2 separate regions of the Sus scrofa genome follow, and region 2 is linked to region 1. The links are chromatin contacts, called in public HiChIP or PLAC-seq maps. All regions are on one chromosome and are shown on one strand. The core of a region is the stretch at or near the end of the contact, and the rest is flanking DNA. Distances in the headings are between cores, read along the strand shown. Region 1 has its middle 14 kb from the start of TEX44. Region 2 has its middle 30 kb from the start of PTMA.

What was found. HiChIP or PLAC-seq counts read pairs in DNA pulled down with a chosen protein or histone mark.
Region 2: an H3K27ac HiChIP or PLAC-seq map of skeletal muscle shows a contact between it and region 1. The contact joins two enhancer-like sites. A contact is called at or near these places in 3 of 5 promoter capture datasets (fetal liver and liver), 30 of 47 Hi-C or Micro-C datasets (adipose tissue, alveolar macrophages, blood and 15 more) and 2 of 2 datasets of contacts at active chromatin or transcription factors (alveolar macrophages and skeletal muscle).

What each region holds. Positions count from the first base shown.
Region 1 is chr15:132,278,884-132,281,399 of Sscrofa11.1, forward strand. No RefSeq gene overlaps it. Among named protein-coding and RNA genes, the nearest start is that of TEX44, 14 kb to the left of the region's middle. Within about 2 kb of position 1,263, at least 53 of the 83 cell types and tissues checked have an H3K27ac peak or open chromatin away from gene starts, as enhancers often do. A contact at or near this core is called in alveolar macrophages, epiblast stem cells, fetal liver and 5 more, where this site is marked.
Region 2 is chr15:132,325,276-132,327,791 of Sscrofa11.1, forward strand. No RefSeq gene overlaps it. Among named protein-coding and RNA genes, the nearest start is that of PTMA, 30 kb to the right of the region's middle. Within about 2 kb of position 1,261, at least 34 of the 83 cell types and tissues checked have an H3K27ac peak or open chromatin away from gene starts, as enhancers often do. A contact at or near this core is called in alveolar macrophages, epiblast stem cells, fetal liver and 5 more, where this site is marked.

The sequences.
Region 1 (2,516 bases), core at 13-2,512:
GCCGGCAGCTACAGCTCGATTCGACCCCTATCCTGGGATTTCCATATGCCGCAGGTGTGGCCCTAAAAAAAATAAATAAATAAAAGGAGTCACCCAGGTCCACTTCTCCTCCCACCTCTCCCAGATGGTCTCTGGGAAACGATCCTGGCCCGAGGAACCAGAGCTGGTGAGCAGAACCAGCTACCTAACATATGGCGCCCAAGTGCAAAACGAAAACACAAAGCCCCTTGTTCAAAAAGTACCAAGAACATCAAGACAGGGACCGTGAGCTGTGGTGTAGGTCGCAGACACGGCTCGGATCTGGTGTTGCTGTGGCTGTGGTGTAGGCTGGCAGCTACAGCTCTGATTCAACCCCCAGCCTGGGAACCTCCATATGTCGAGGATGCGGCCCTAAAAAGACAAAAAAAAAAAAAAAAAACCCAAAAGACAAAGGCAAAAAAAAAAATCTTTCCCTGTTGAAAGCACCTCTCTGGCTGCGGGGAAGAGAATGGATTCCCCGCATGTACCTCCCACCATTTGGCACGTTAGCCCCTTGGCCTGATTGTTAGTTTCAACCTGTGTTCGTGCGGCAACTTCTCTGCTGCTTAAAGTTGGAAGCCAGCCCTCGGACTGTTTGGATCCTTACACTGCCTTGCATTGAGTAGGTGCTCAGTAAACACTGCCAGATGGATCAGCTGACACCTTTGTTTCTGCAGGGATCTTCACGAGTCTTGCTTCTCAGACACGCATCAGCACCGCCTGGGAGCTGGTAGGAACTAAAGAATCCCAAGCCCCACACAGACCTCCTCCATCAGAATCTGCAATTCTGCAGGGTAACAAGATCTTCCAGAAATTTGCATACATGGGAAGGTTTGAGAGGCACACACTTCTAGAGAGTAGAATAACCAGAGGACCAGACCAGGAGGTGTGGGAAGGAGGAGGGGAGCCAGGAGGCAGGTTTGGGTGCATACAGTGGGCTCATCTAAGGATCGCTGTTACGAGTGGCAATCTCCCTGGGTCACTGAGTCTGAGTAATAAAGCTCTCTTCTATGTGGCAGACAATGGTTTCTCAATCGTTTATATGCATTAACTAATTTAGCCTTCACTACAGCCCTAGAGAGTGGTACTATTCGGATCATTGTGTCCATACTGCAGGTACAAACACTGAGGCCCAAGGAGGTTGAGATTATTCCAGAATCTTCAGCAGGTACACACATATGGCTGTACCTGGTGTTTAGGGCAGGGTCTGTTCTGATTGGTCCCTGCCTGTCCTACTGGTTATTCAATGTTTTGAACGTTGCTCTGGTTACACAGCTGGATGGAGGAGGCAGGATCCAAACCAGTCCACTGGGCTGGAGCCGCACTCCAAATCACGATCTTTTATCCGTCTAGCGCCATCGCCACCTAGAAACAGCACGCCTCAGGGACAAGCAATGTGTGTCGAAGTGCTTCGTAAGCTGGGCAGCGCAGTATAAATGCCAAAGGGATTCCTCCGCAGCAGAAGTGAAAGAAGCCTGTGAAAATAGGAGAAGCTGGGCTGTGTGAGGGCAGAGGAGAGTCTGCTGCGGAGAAACAGGATTCTCTGTGCTTGCTCAAGGGAGTAACTGAGGCAAGAAGGAAAAACTTCCCCGAGGAGAGCTCCAGGATCCGCGCAGGGAGGCTGGACTCGCCAGAGCCCAGCAGGCGCTAAGCAGATTAGCCCAGGCGTGTCCTCGCAGACGGACTGCGCCCTCCTGATATCACCCACCAGGGGGCGCTGCTCCCCAGCCTTCGTCCCACTGGACCCCACCTGCTCTCGGGAAACTAGGACTTGGAAGGAGTCCTAGTGAGCAAGCACCAGGGACTTTGAGAAGTGGAAAAGGAGGGAAGGCAGGATGGAATGGGGGCTTATACCACTTTCAATCCCCAAAACACCCCTACGGAGGAGCTCTTGTGCCTACAGATGAGCAGCATCTTTGAGGCCCAAAGATGCTGGGTAAGATCCCCCAAACCAGGAAATTAGAGAGAAGCAGGGCTAGGTCATTTGATTCCAACCTCACTTCCCAAGGGGACCACAAGTACATGGCAGCCCGTCTGACCCCGTCCTGTTGCTGGTGTACCTGCTTCTCTGGACCCCGTTTTCTGAGTGGAGGCTAGAGCCCCTGCGGCAACTGTACTCCCACAACAGTTTCAACAGCCAGGGTTCATAAATGTAGCCCTCTTCTTGAACTTGAAACTTTTGAGGTTGTGGGCTTCTGCTTCATTGTGTCTGGCTTTCAGGAATCCCACACCTGCCACCCCAACCCAACAGCCTCCCCATTCAGGCAAAACCTGGGGTCTCTTCTGCTCCAGAATCTGGCCCTGGGCCCCCAGAACCAGGTCCTCGTCTGCATTTCCATTGGAGCCTGTGGCTGGGGCCAAACCAGGCACCCAAAGTTTTTTTCTCTGCTCCTACCAACTCCTTTTATGGCCTCTGGGGCCAGTTCCTTCTTCATAATAAGTCATAACTGGAAAAGGCCTCTGAAGTCACTGAGTCCAACTTGCGCCAACACTTTCCT
Region 2 (2,516 bases), core at 11-2,510, 46 kb after region 1:
TTTTGCTTTTTTATATTTTTTAGGGTCGCACCCAAGGCATATGGAAGTTCCCAGGCTAGGAATCGAATTGGACCTACAGCTGCCAGCCTACGCCACAGCCACTACAATGCCAGATCCGAGCCACGTCCGAGACCCATACCACAGCTCATGGCGACACTGGATCCTTAACCCAAGGAGCGAGGCCAGGGATCGAACCTGCATCCTCATGGATCCTAGTCGGGTTCGTTAACCACTGAGCCTCGAAGGGAACTGCCTCACAAATTTTTTTACACTTTTTTTTAAAAAACGCGGAAGTTCCCACGCAAGAATTGAACCCATGCCATGGCAGTAACCAGAGCCACAGCAGTGACAACGCTGGATCCTTAACCCACTGAGCCCCCAGGGAACTCCTAACTTTCACGATTTTAACAAAGAGGAGGGCTCCTTGTTGCACATGGCAATGGTGCCATGCTCTGGGGAGGGCCCTTGGTGCCAGCTGGCATCTCTGGCGACTGGGCTGGGGACCGGCAGCTCCAGTCCTCCTGGGCGGGACCTGATCATGGAGCCAAGTCTCTGGTTGCAGGCACAGATATTGCCAGAGTGTGACTTTGGCTCAGCAAGTTTTATGGCTCTCCCCAAGTCCCCAGGCTAAGACCTGTAATCAGCAGATCCCTGACCAGGGGTGGTGGAGCCTCTGAGGGCCTCAGGGCTTCTGGATACTGTGGCTCAGTTTCGCCCTCCCACAAAGCACGGGGTAGCTGTGAACACACAGCTAGGGGTTAATATGTGTTTGCTGACTGACTCTTGGATAGCTAGGAGGTGGGGAGCAATCCCCGGTCAGTGTCCACACCTTGGACACCGGCTCCTCCCCGCCCCCTGTGCAGTGTGAAGCCAGGCCCAAGTCACACCTCCTGCTCTGAGTTTGTAGATCTGATGAAGGGTGGCAAGAGGAGGCTCTGGCCCTGAGGCTGCCTCGGGCTGACGGGGAGCCCGCCTGGGGCCAGGCTCGGCCTGAACCTGTGGGTAGAGGGCAGGCAAAGGGCTACAGAGGCCCTGCAGGAAGAAGCAGGGCCCTCTGTGCAGAGAGGTTTTCCTCCCCCGACGGGGCCTTATGCCACCCAGAGTGCCCAGCTCCAGAATGACCGTCAGCCAGGGAGGGGGCATTCGAGGTCAGCAGGTGCCTGGCGCGGTGACTAGGTGACCAGGCCAGCCCGTGGGGGAGGGGCACTAGGGCAGAGGGGGAGGGAGGGGCAGACTGACTGCTCCTGCTGACACCCATTGCGGGATCATTGTGACAGAGAGGAAACCCAGAAACCCACGAGGTCGGTGCAGGGCAACCGAAAGGAAGATAAAATCCGTCTAAGAAGGAAACGGCGGCTTGGGAGAGGCCCCTCTCAGGCCAGCAGAATCCAGCCCTGTCCCAGCCTGGCTCAGCCTGGCTCCAGGGGGGGACACTGGCTGCCCACCACCACCACCACCACCACAAGGCTCAGTGGGGTGCCCAGACCCCTCCTCACACCGCCTGCCCTCCACCCAGCTCCCGACACACTCTCAACCTTCCCTGCTGTGCTGACTCGCTCCCTCCTGCCCGCTGACAGTGGTGTGGCTGGCAGACAGGCCCTGGTCCTGCTCTGGACCTTCAAGAGCCCCCTGGCACCTTTGCGGCCCAGCTAAGGCAGGCTGCGCTGCGGGGGTGGGGAAAGAAACCTGGAAGGGTTTTCAGGCCCAGGGTGGAGGTCCAGGTCTGACCCTCAGTGGCAGGACGAGCTCAGGCAGGGCCCTCGTCTGCTGGCCGATGTGTCGTTGTTCTGATTCCCAGAGAGCGGGCCACGTGTACCTTTTGCCCGGTTGGGAGGCGGGGAGAAGAGCAGGGTGGAGGAGGTCAGGCTGGGTGGAATGCAAATGCGAGCCCCGTATGTAAATCATCAGGCTTTGTTCTTTCTCTTCTGACAAGACCCAGATGCCTCAAAGAGCGCCCACGACCTGGCACCTGGGTGCCCTGAGAGAGGAAGTGGGTGGGGCACCTGGGGGGCACGGAGGCATTGACCATCCCTCCCTCAGTCCCTGGCCCAGTGAAACACACAGCATTCTGCCCCTTCTGCAGTGCCTTGTGTCCCGTGTCATCCCACAGACTGTGGGTGGCCTCTGCCCCCCACCCTCCCAGGCTCAGACCAGAACATGTTTCAGTCTGGGGCTGAGTTGGCTCTGGTCTGGGGGCTCCTGTGGCAAAGACCTCTGAGAAGCTGGCTGGGCACCCACTATAACAGGGACAGTTGTGGCTTTGGCCTGGGATCTCTGTCAGCCAGAACCTTGAGACTCTGGGGCCGAGCTGGGGACCCTGCCCCCAAGGATGCCAGGCACTCACATGAGACCACTGCGGGGGGGCCGGTGGTGTTCCTGAGACTGCAGGCTGCTCAAGCAGCTGGGCCACTGGGGCCCTAGGGAGACCCAGATGTGGTCTCTTCTCAGCTCGTTGCTTCCCAGGGTGGGAGGGGAGACCGAGTAGGCCCGCCTGGAGGTGCCCAAAGGCCCCCTGG